3 separate regions of the Zea mays genome follow, and all the other regions are linked to region 2. A link is a contact called in public Hi-C data. All regions are on one chromosome and are shown on one strand. Each heading gives the region's core, a stretch centred on a gene start, on an enhancer-like site or on the middle of the called end of the contact. The rest is flanking DNA. Distances are from core to core; before and after follow the strand shown.

Evidence for each region. A called contact is a pair of places that touch in the nucleus more often than the background predicts.
Region 1: a Hi-C map of bundle sheath shows a contact between it and region 2, with 2.8 times the contacts expected there. The contact joins the promoter of LOC100193187 here to the promoter of LOC100278950 in region 2. A contact is called at or near these places in 8 of 25 Hi-C or Micro-C datasets (bundle sheath, ear, endosperm and 3 more).
Region 3: a Hi-C map of root tip shows a contact between it and region 2, with 8 times the contacts expected there. The contact joins the promoter of LOC103636817 here to the promoter of LOC100278950 in region 2. A contact is called at or near these places in 10 of 25 Hi-C or Micro-C datasets (bundle sheath, ear, endosperm and 3 more).

What each region holds. Positions count from the first base shown.
Region 1 is chr1:77,867,220-77,870,269 of Zm-B73-REFERENCE-NAM-5.0, forward strand. It overlaps LOC100193187, which reads right to left and starts at 1,376. Exons shown (of 2, transcript NM_001138342.1): 1 at 1,072-1,376; 2 at 1-1,005. The coding sequence starts at 1,255. The coding sequence ends at 200.
Region 2 is chr1:77,616,304-77,619,338 of Zm-B73-REFERENCE-NAM-5.0, forward strand. LOC100278950 (transcription initiation factor TFIID subunit 4b) reads right to left here and starts at 1,511. Exons shown (of 15, transcript XM_008659106.3): 1 at 1,289-1,511; 2 at 1,038-1,182. The coding sequence starts at 1,324.
Region 3 is chr1:77,750,075-77,753,122 of Zm-B73-REFERENCE-NAM-5.0, forward strand. LOC103636817 reads left to right here and starts at 1,383. Exons shown (of 2, transcript XM_008659141.4): 1 at 1,383-1,716; 2 at 1,867-3,031. The coding sequence starts at 1,633. The coding sequence ends at 2,472.

The DNA of each region.
Region 1 (3,050 bases), core at 126-2,625, 250 kb after region 2:
AATAAACCACACACACACCAGTTATACGTACAAGCACAAACGCACACAGTCGGTCGGTCGACCCACCGAAGCTCAGATGTAGTGGTGGTGCTATAGTATTTTATTTATATTATAGTAATTGTTCAATAAAGGAGAGAAGGGGAAAAAAAGAACAGGGGGAAAAAACAGTTATACTTTGGTGGGGTGGCCACCGGCGCTCTCATAGTCTCATCTTCGCCCACACGCAAACGGGGCTTCGAGGCCGGCTCCGGCTGCTACTGGTAGTTTCTTTTCTACTACCGCTACTACGCAACCAAAAATAAAATCTAAGGCCGCAGCCAGAAACGAATGAAAAACGGCCTTGCCGTCGCCGGCGACGAGAGAAAACGCCTGGCCGCCGGGACAGATCGTCCAGACAAAACATCACATCACACGGCGGCCAATCAAGAGAGCCGCTGCGCGTGTGGTTTGGTTTGGTTTGGCCTGCGTCGTCGACCGGCGGCTTCATCAGGCAAAAAGGTTGAGCAGCACGGGCTCCCTGTCGCCGCCGGCCGTGGTCGTGACGGACTCGTCCGAGCTCATGGACGGCGTGCCGGGCCGCAGGAGGGGGGCCCTCCTCCCGTCCGCCGTCGCCGGCGGGGACCCGGGGCTGCTGCTGAGGCACAGCCCTAGGTCGCAGTACGCCGCCGCCTCCGCCGCGGGCGGCGCCCCGGCACCGGCGGCGGCCTTCCGCGCCCGCTTCGCCGTGGAGAAGGTGGACCAGCCGCCGGCGCGCTTGTCGGTGGCGGCGGGGGGCCCGTACAGGTGGCCCGTCCCGGCGCCAAGCTCCGGCAGCGGGCCGATGGCGCCGCCCCGCAGCACGGTGTCGACGGCGGCCTGGCAGAGGTGCCAGTTCCCCGTGCCCAGCAGCCCCACCGCGCCGTGCACCGGGTTGATGGTCCGCCCCGCCGCCTCGTACAGCAGCGACTGGAACAGGGCTGCGAGGAGGTGCCATGGACCACAGTAAGCCTGGTAAGCAATAATAAGCTAGCTAGGGATCATGGTCGGTGTGTGATAGTTCATGCATGGGGACGGGACGGGACGGAAGCGTACCGGGCCGCTGCGCGTCCGGGACAGCGGAGATGAAGGAGAGCAGGCCCGCGCGGCCGAAGAACTTGGCGACGAACACGGTGGCGTGGCCCTGCGCCTCGGCGGCGTCGATCCACTGGAGGCAGGGGCGCAGCACGCAGGCCTCGCTGCAGCCTTTGCGCAGCACCCGGCACCCGTTGCAGCTCATGCTGCTACCGTCGTCACGGCCCCCCCGTCCTAGCCAAGTACTCCTACTCACTCACTAGTAAGTAGATGCTACTACTAGGCTAGAAGATCTCTCTTCTCTCTGCTGCGGTGCTACCACTGCGAGACGGAACGAAGAGAACGGCTGGTTCGCTGCCGGGGAAGGAGATATATAGGCCCCTGGAGAGTGCTGGAGCTGCACGAGCAACCATGGTTGGTTAGGTTAGGTAACCAGAGGCTTGGACCGGGGTCAGACAGAGAGGCGGGCCCCGCCAGGTGGTGCGGTGCGGTGAGGGTGTGTGTGTGTCGTGCGAGGAAGTTCCAAGGTCCTCGGGTGCGCGGGGGGCGGCTCCGTGTCTCCGCGGCCGGTCGGGCACCCGCGGGCCGTCGGATCGCGTCCTCCTCCTGGCCCTAGGGTGTGCGGAACGGTTCCACCACGCGTTCCGGGGCGCCGCGCGTTCGCCCCGTCCGCCGCTCGTCGCGTCGCGTCGTGGGCGGGCGCGCGGTTTGCCGCTTCTGCTGCCCCCGCATGCCTGCGGCTGGATGGGCCTGCTTGCTTTTCCGTGGGGTGGGGCTGCGGATGGGACAGAGACGGGTGCGTGGATTCGCGTGTCGGGCAGCCCCGGTGCGTCTGACTCAGCGTGCCGTGGATTCGTGCTCGCCCCTAATGCCCGCTGATTGCGACGCACTCCGCCCCTTGTGCTGCAGCGACAGCTCGACCACGTCCAATTTACGGGGAAAAAAACAGATCCAAAGCTAAGGACGGAACCCTCGAGTTTTTTTTAAGAATCTGGCTTTCGAAAACTGGATTGAGTATAAACAAGTTAGTTTTTGTCTAATTTCTAGCATCTCCAACAAGATGCTTTAAAATAGTGTCCTACAAATTAAAAATATTGCTCCATCTGTCCTAATTTAGAATTCGTTTCACTTTTCTTTACTAATTTTGGCTGCCTTGTCTTATTTAGTTTTTTTATAAATATGAAAAATTCAAAGACATATCTACAATATATTATATGCTAAACGATACCACATTAAAAGCTAATAATAATTATAATTTTTTTTCCAATACGACGAGCTGGTCAAACTCGAGGTAAAAAATAAAATGAATTATAAATTGAAACGGATTGAGCACATCATTTTAAAGTGTTAAGGGCACTAAAATAAATTGAGTTCCAATAGTTAATATAAAGAAATTGTTGAGAATGAAATAGAAAACGAAGATATGACATTGATTTGAAGTGGAATACATTTGAGTCACTTCATGGTGTGTTTTATATTTTTTTAATAAAAAATATGTAAAATAAGAACGGTTGGAGCCATTTTTATGAGTTAAGACAAATATTGTAAGATATTATATGCAAAAGGTGTTTTTGTGACCATACGGGTGGACTACTGTACATTGCACCTATATGGTCACTACAAACACTGTTTTGCATTGTTTTATATAGCAGATTGCGCTGTTTATATAGTGTAATTTGAATATGAGTATATGTATAGATAAGCTGCTAGAGAGGATATTAGGGTAACACTACACCCGAGCGTCTTACCATTGAGCCAGGCTCGTCCGCAACCCAAATGAATTCTAGATTCAGATTCACTCCTTGCACCCGTCAGATCAGGCCGTGTAGGAAACTTGGCATCGTGTTTGGTTTCACACCCCCCTCTTTTCTTCGGTTCTCTCGTTAATCTCACGCACGTACGTTAATCTCAGACGCCTGTCCTAATTGGTGGTCGACACATGGCAAGGAGCTGTAATCTTTGTTGCGAGTGGACTAGCTGTAACGTATGTGTAATTCTTA
Region 2 (3,035 bases), core at 261-2,760:
GCTGAAAATGTTCCTAATGCAGTCTTTGATTGAAAACTTCATTGCACTCATAACACCAATGCCAAAAAAACTCTGGTTCAGATCATCCAAACAAAAGGGAAACATAAATACTATACTCCTAAAGAGAATACCATAAAATAACACCCTAATTATGTTTGCGAGTTCTATTTTTGTTGCAAAGTCCATCATAACAAGAATGGAAGTGTAAATTCGATTCTCTGTTCCAATCTCCATAGTCCAAGGGCAACCACAAACACTCGTATAAAAACCACTCTACAATTATTTTTGAACCGGAAACCCTAACATGTCTTCAAGTTCAAACGAGTTTTTTGGCTGACTTCATACCTCCATGACCAACAGTACAAACACCATCCACTCTGATTAATTTTAAAATAAGACCAACATATTGGTGATAATTACTGAACTAAGTCAGAAACCCATAGCTATTTCTAATAAATCCTAGGCTAACTTCAGAAACCCATATGATTCCAGCTCCATAGACCATTATTTGACCCCAAAGTCTTGAACACTTATTTTAATTTTAATGTAATGAAGAAGCATTAAGCACAATTTATTTTCTTACGACAGAATGTCCAAGTTCCATTACTTCAGCATTGTTTTCCCTACTGTTTTTATTTGTACTGCAAGAATGCATAAATGTCAGACCCTATTCAAATCAAACTCAAAGAAACTTGCTTCCTATTTGTGATGTCAGTGTCACAGGCTCCATCAGAGAGTTGAGCCAACCCATTTTTGAACGAGAGATTCATCGAGGTGCATTTGTTCAGATTGTATATGCATTGCACACACTAAACAGAAAAATGGAGGTCCAGCATTTCCAACTCTGGAGCTGCATTCTGTTACCATGGACAAAAGAAACGTCGGTCGAAGTTATTTTTCCCCAACCCAAGAGCCGCATTATCCAAAACCACCCGTGTCATTTCTCGATTCCTATAGCCCCCAATTATCGCCAAAAGCAGTGCACAACGCGAATTCGAAGAGAGAACAGAAAGGGGCAACGGGGTCTGGGGGCTCACCAGCACCGTGATCCGTGGGCTGGGACGAGGAGCCGGCGGGAACGCTGGTGCTGGTGCTGGCGCTGGCGCTCGCGCTGGCCTCCACCTCGCGGTTCAGCGCCGCCGTGAAGGCCTCGACGTCGGCACCCGAGTGCAGACTCTCATCCTGCGCAATTCGGAACAAGAAGGACACCGTTCCGATCAAATCCCCCCCCGCCTTCACCCCACAAGAATCCGAAAATGGCAAGAGAGGCCCAGGTCAGGCGGGGCACCTCGTCGTCCTCGAGTAGCTTCATGATGGGATCCATGGCGCGGGAAGCTCGGGCGGCTGGTGGCGCGAGGTCCCCTCTCCGAGAAAGCTCACCTCGCCTCTCCGCCGGGGCTTCGACGAACGGGAGGAAACGAAATGAAATGAAACGAAACAAAACGAAATCCCTTGTGCGGGCAGGAAGGAAGGGAGCCGGAGGAAGAAGGCCGGCTACTTTTTCCCATGGCGCCTCCGTGTCTTACTGGGCTGTCAGTGGGCCTTCTTGGATCTGTACAAATGGCCCGTCTAATATCTCGATAGGGTTACATGTTTCAGTTTTCTTATAATTCTTTCTTACAAATCTCTTTTGGATAAACATGAACTGGGTACTTTCCCCTGATCGGCATCCTAGTATCCATGCACATACATCCGGACTTAAAATAAATGATTTGTAAACTATTTTGTTAATGGCATCATCATTTTGGTAAGGCAACGAGGTTAAAGAGCCAAGAATGATCCTATTTTAGAGCTTAATGCCAAAGTGGAGAAATTAAGGCCAACGCAAAAGTAAAATGGATCAGTCAACCACTTGTGAATTTTCAAAATAGAGGAATATTAGAATTTAGTTTTTGTCAAAATACTCTTATTACAAAATTTGGTCTCTTATGGGGGAGAATTTTGATTATAGGAAAAAGGTGGAGTTTTTGACACTTGATCAATTTTACTCTTAGAATATCTCTCGATTTGCCCAAACAAGTGTGTTTGACTTAGAGATAGGAAAAAGAATTTGATTTGCAAAAACAAACCAAGTGGTGGCAAAGAGTGATCCAAATATGCCAAATCTTAAGTAAAAAGGGAATTGGTCTTCATTTGCATTGATGTTGCACTTCTTTTGTTGCTTTTTGATGTGTTGGCATAAATCACCAAAAAGGGGGAGACTGAAAGGGAAATATGCCCTTGGGCCATTTCTATAAGTATTTTGGTGATTAGATGTCCAACACATATTGAGTGAGTTCTTATGTGCCAAATGAGTGAGAAGTGTGAAATCAAGAACAAAGTATGTTTCTAGACTTAGTGAATTGTTTTTGTATACTAACATGGTTATCTAAGTGCTAGAAACAGTGCCAAGAAAAGAATAATTGAATTGGAGAAGAATTGGCAAAGTACAGCCAACACCAGCTCGGGCCTGGCACACCGGACTGTCCGATGGTGCACCGGACAGTGTCCGGTGCCCCAGGTTGGTCAAACGTGAATTGGATGCTCTCGGGAAAAGAGAAAGGTGACGTGGCTATAATTCACCGGACTGTCCGGTGATGCACCGGACTGTCCGGTGAGTCAACGGCGCCAGCGGCCAACGGTCGTCCGTGCAATCAACGCGCGACACGTGGTCCGCGCCAACGGTCGGTTGGGCACACCGGACAGTGTCCGGTGCACCAACGGCCCCGGAGGACCAACGGTCGGCCGCGCCCGGTATGGAAGGAAATCGAGCACCGGACTGCTACAGTGGCTGTCCGGTGGTGCACCGGACTGTCCGGTGCACCACTCGACAGAAGGCAAGAATTGCCTACCAAATTGATGTCCAACAGCTCCTAACTGCCTTGGGGCTATAAAAGGGACCCCTAGGCGCATGGAGCAGTACAACAAGCATTCTCTAAGCATTCTAAGACTCCCAGACTCCGCTTCCACACATTCGATCGATTGTGTTAGTGATTTGAGCTCCGTTTGAGTTGTGAACTCAGTGTGCTACGTTTCGAGCTCAAGTCTTAGCTTGT
Region 3 (3,048 bases), core at 133-2,632, 130 kb after region 2:
TGGATTTCTCTTATTTCTCCGGTTTCTGGGGAAACTGAAATTATTGAATTTGTGAGACTTTGGGAAGCCATCCATGAAGTCCATATAAATATTGAGGAAGTAGACAAAATCAGATGGCGCTGGACATCAGATGGCGAATACTCTACCAAGAGTGCTTACCTGGCTCAGTTCCACGGGAGTTTTGCCAAGCTCAAACTTTCTCCAGTTTGGAAGGCGAAGACAGAGCCTAAATGTCGGTTCTTTGCATGGACCCTCCTCCATAACAAAATTCTAACGACCAATAATCTTCAGAAGCGAGGTTGGAATAATGATCCTATCTGCAAGCTTTGTAAGCGCGAACCGGAGACGGTGGGCCATCTAGCAAAAGATTGCATATTCACAAAATCGTGTTGGAGTTGGCTCAGCTCGTGGTACAACCTCTCCTCTCTGCCAAAGTTGGACCAGTGCTCGTCGGTCTATGGATGGTGGAGGAAGTGCAGACTAAAAGTAGAGAAAACTGCTCGCAAGGAATTCGATGGTCTCTGTATTTACTTTTGGTGGGAGATTTGGAAAGAAAGAAATCGAAGAATCTTTCATGGTCTTGAGAAGAGCGAGCGAGAAGTGGCCAACTTCGTCAAAGAAGATTTCAACCCGCAAAGAGCTTCTAGTTAATTTTAGCGTTTTAGCGTTTTGTTTGTGTGGCGTGCTGGGTTTCTAGTGGGCTGTTTTGCTAGTGCTTCTTTTCTTTTCTTTGCCCCCCTCTACCCTAGTGTTGTTTTTCCTTTTCCTTTCCAGTGTTTGGAAGTGTCCCTTTCTAATAAATTTTTGGCCATGGCAATGCTCTTGCCGTGTCCTTTTTCAAAAAAAATCCAGCTAGGAATCGTTTTGCGGTGGCCAATAATCCCCGGGAAACGGAAAATAGCATTGCCCTTAACGAACTCGTATGGCTAATTATACGTAACACCGAATAAACGTGTGGCAAAGTCCAGCTCTTCTTTACCTGAACAGCATCATGGTCATTTCTCGAGAGGACGATCGATCGAGCTAGTGTGGTCCAGAAGTGGCTGATGATCTGGGGATGACAGTTCACCCCAGGATTGAGAGATCAAAAGTGGGGCTGGGGGCGACCGTGCCATTTATGTATTCCTGAGTGGATGTGTGTGATGTCAACAAGTTAATAAGGGAGGCATGATATATTCCAGGCAGGGCGGGCAGGCACACATGCATGTGAACAACAGCCTTGCCACTTTCTGTGCTGTGCTGTGCCGTGCCTGTCTCTCCGCCCGATTCTTTTTCGCTCGCCTAGTGCTCCCCCTCACTCCATAAAAATCTATTTCTGGATAGATAGATACATGGTTGGATACACATATTTATAGCAAGTGGGGGTTGCTGTGTCCCCTGCTTTTGGAGTCGCGAGTTCGTGGTGGGCCGTGGGGCCGGCATATCATTCCTCCCCCTCCGAATTCCGATCGATCCCCCCGCACTCCGAGCTGCGTCCATCCCGGCCGCTCTGCGCCTTTAAAATAGCAGCAGGCCGTGGAGTGTCCAGAAAGCTAAGTGCCCCTAACCCTACCCTCCTCCTCCTCGATCCAACACAGAGAACGTCCCAACTCCCAAGGTTTTTTCGATCCCGATAAGCATCCAAGTGAGAAGATGTCAAGGTATCATCTGAAGCAGTTCGAGAAGGAGCGCATGAAGATGGCCATGCTAAGGCAAGAAGAGACGTTCAGGCAACAGGTAATAATAAGAATCAAGCAAACCAAGCAGCTAGCTAGCAGAGAGCCAGCCTCCAGTCCTAGCTCACGTGCATGCGTTTCTCAAACCGCGCGCCCGGCTCCGATCCCTAAAGCAACCTCTAATGCTGATCGACGTACGTTTCCACACCAGGTCCAGGAGCTGCACCGGCTGTACCGGGCCCAGCAGCTACTGATGGCCGGCGATGACGCGGCGACGAACGAGGCAACAAGATCGGCAACGGCAACGGCAATGCCGCCCGCGGCCACGCGACGCGACCTTGAGGCGGCGGCGGAGGACGACGACGACGAGAGACGCACCGTGGGGACCGGCGCCGGCTCGAGCAGCAGGTCGTGGGACGACGACGCCCACTCGCCGCCGCAGCAGCATGGGCGGAGTGGCAACAGCGAGGCCCCTCCGCTCCTTCTCCGAGAGAGCGAGCTGGAGCTGACGCTGGCTCTAGGGTGCTTCGGCGGCGCGGCGCCCGGGAAGAAGGAGGCGTCGTCTACTAGCGTGGACTCGAGGACGAGCGTGTCGTCGTCGTCGACGGAGTCCGGGTCCGCCGGCAGCCCCGAGCGCGGGGTCCGACGACGACTGCCTCCCCCCGTCGTCTCTGATGATCATCGGGTCGGTGCCGCCGGGCCAGCCTACCACTACTACTACCAGCAGGGCTGGGCAGCGTCTGGACCACGAAGCAGGCGGCCTGCCGCAGCCTCCCTGCTGGCTCCACAAGTGCCTGAATTTGGCACGATAGGGTAGTTCCGACCGAGTCTCACTGTATTTGTGGGTACCACTACCAACCATTCGATTCTTATGCCACCGCAGATATACTTATCTTCTCTTTGTGCGCTGTTTCTTCACTTCTCTTCCTTCTTTGGATGGAAGAGCCTACTATACCCCGTACAAAATTATGCCTAGCTAGACACACACAAAAAAAACTCGACGGGAAGAGAATGACGGTTCTTCCGGTATTATATTAAGAAGAGACCAAAATATAGTCCCGAGACTCATAACCGAGAAAATTCTCGAACCCTAGATCTCCATCACTAGCATGTCATCATCGTCTACTCTGCAACGGTCTAGCAAGATTATGGCGCGCAAGACGTAACCCGAAGCGAGTGGAACACATCGAGGAGATTTTTGTAACCGGGACTGAAATTCGCCCTCGAGGAGGTCCACCCCTAGCTAGGCACAAGACTCGACGAGTTTGAGCCTTATGGTTAGAGATCGATCCAAGCTGCGTAAACTGAACCTAGATTTTAGATTCGTTGCTGTGGAACTCGTTGAACTAGATCCAATGCAAGTCCTTGATTTGATATGGATGTGCCTGTTGTA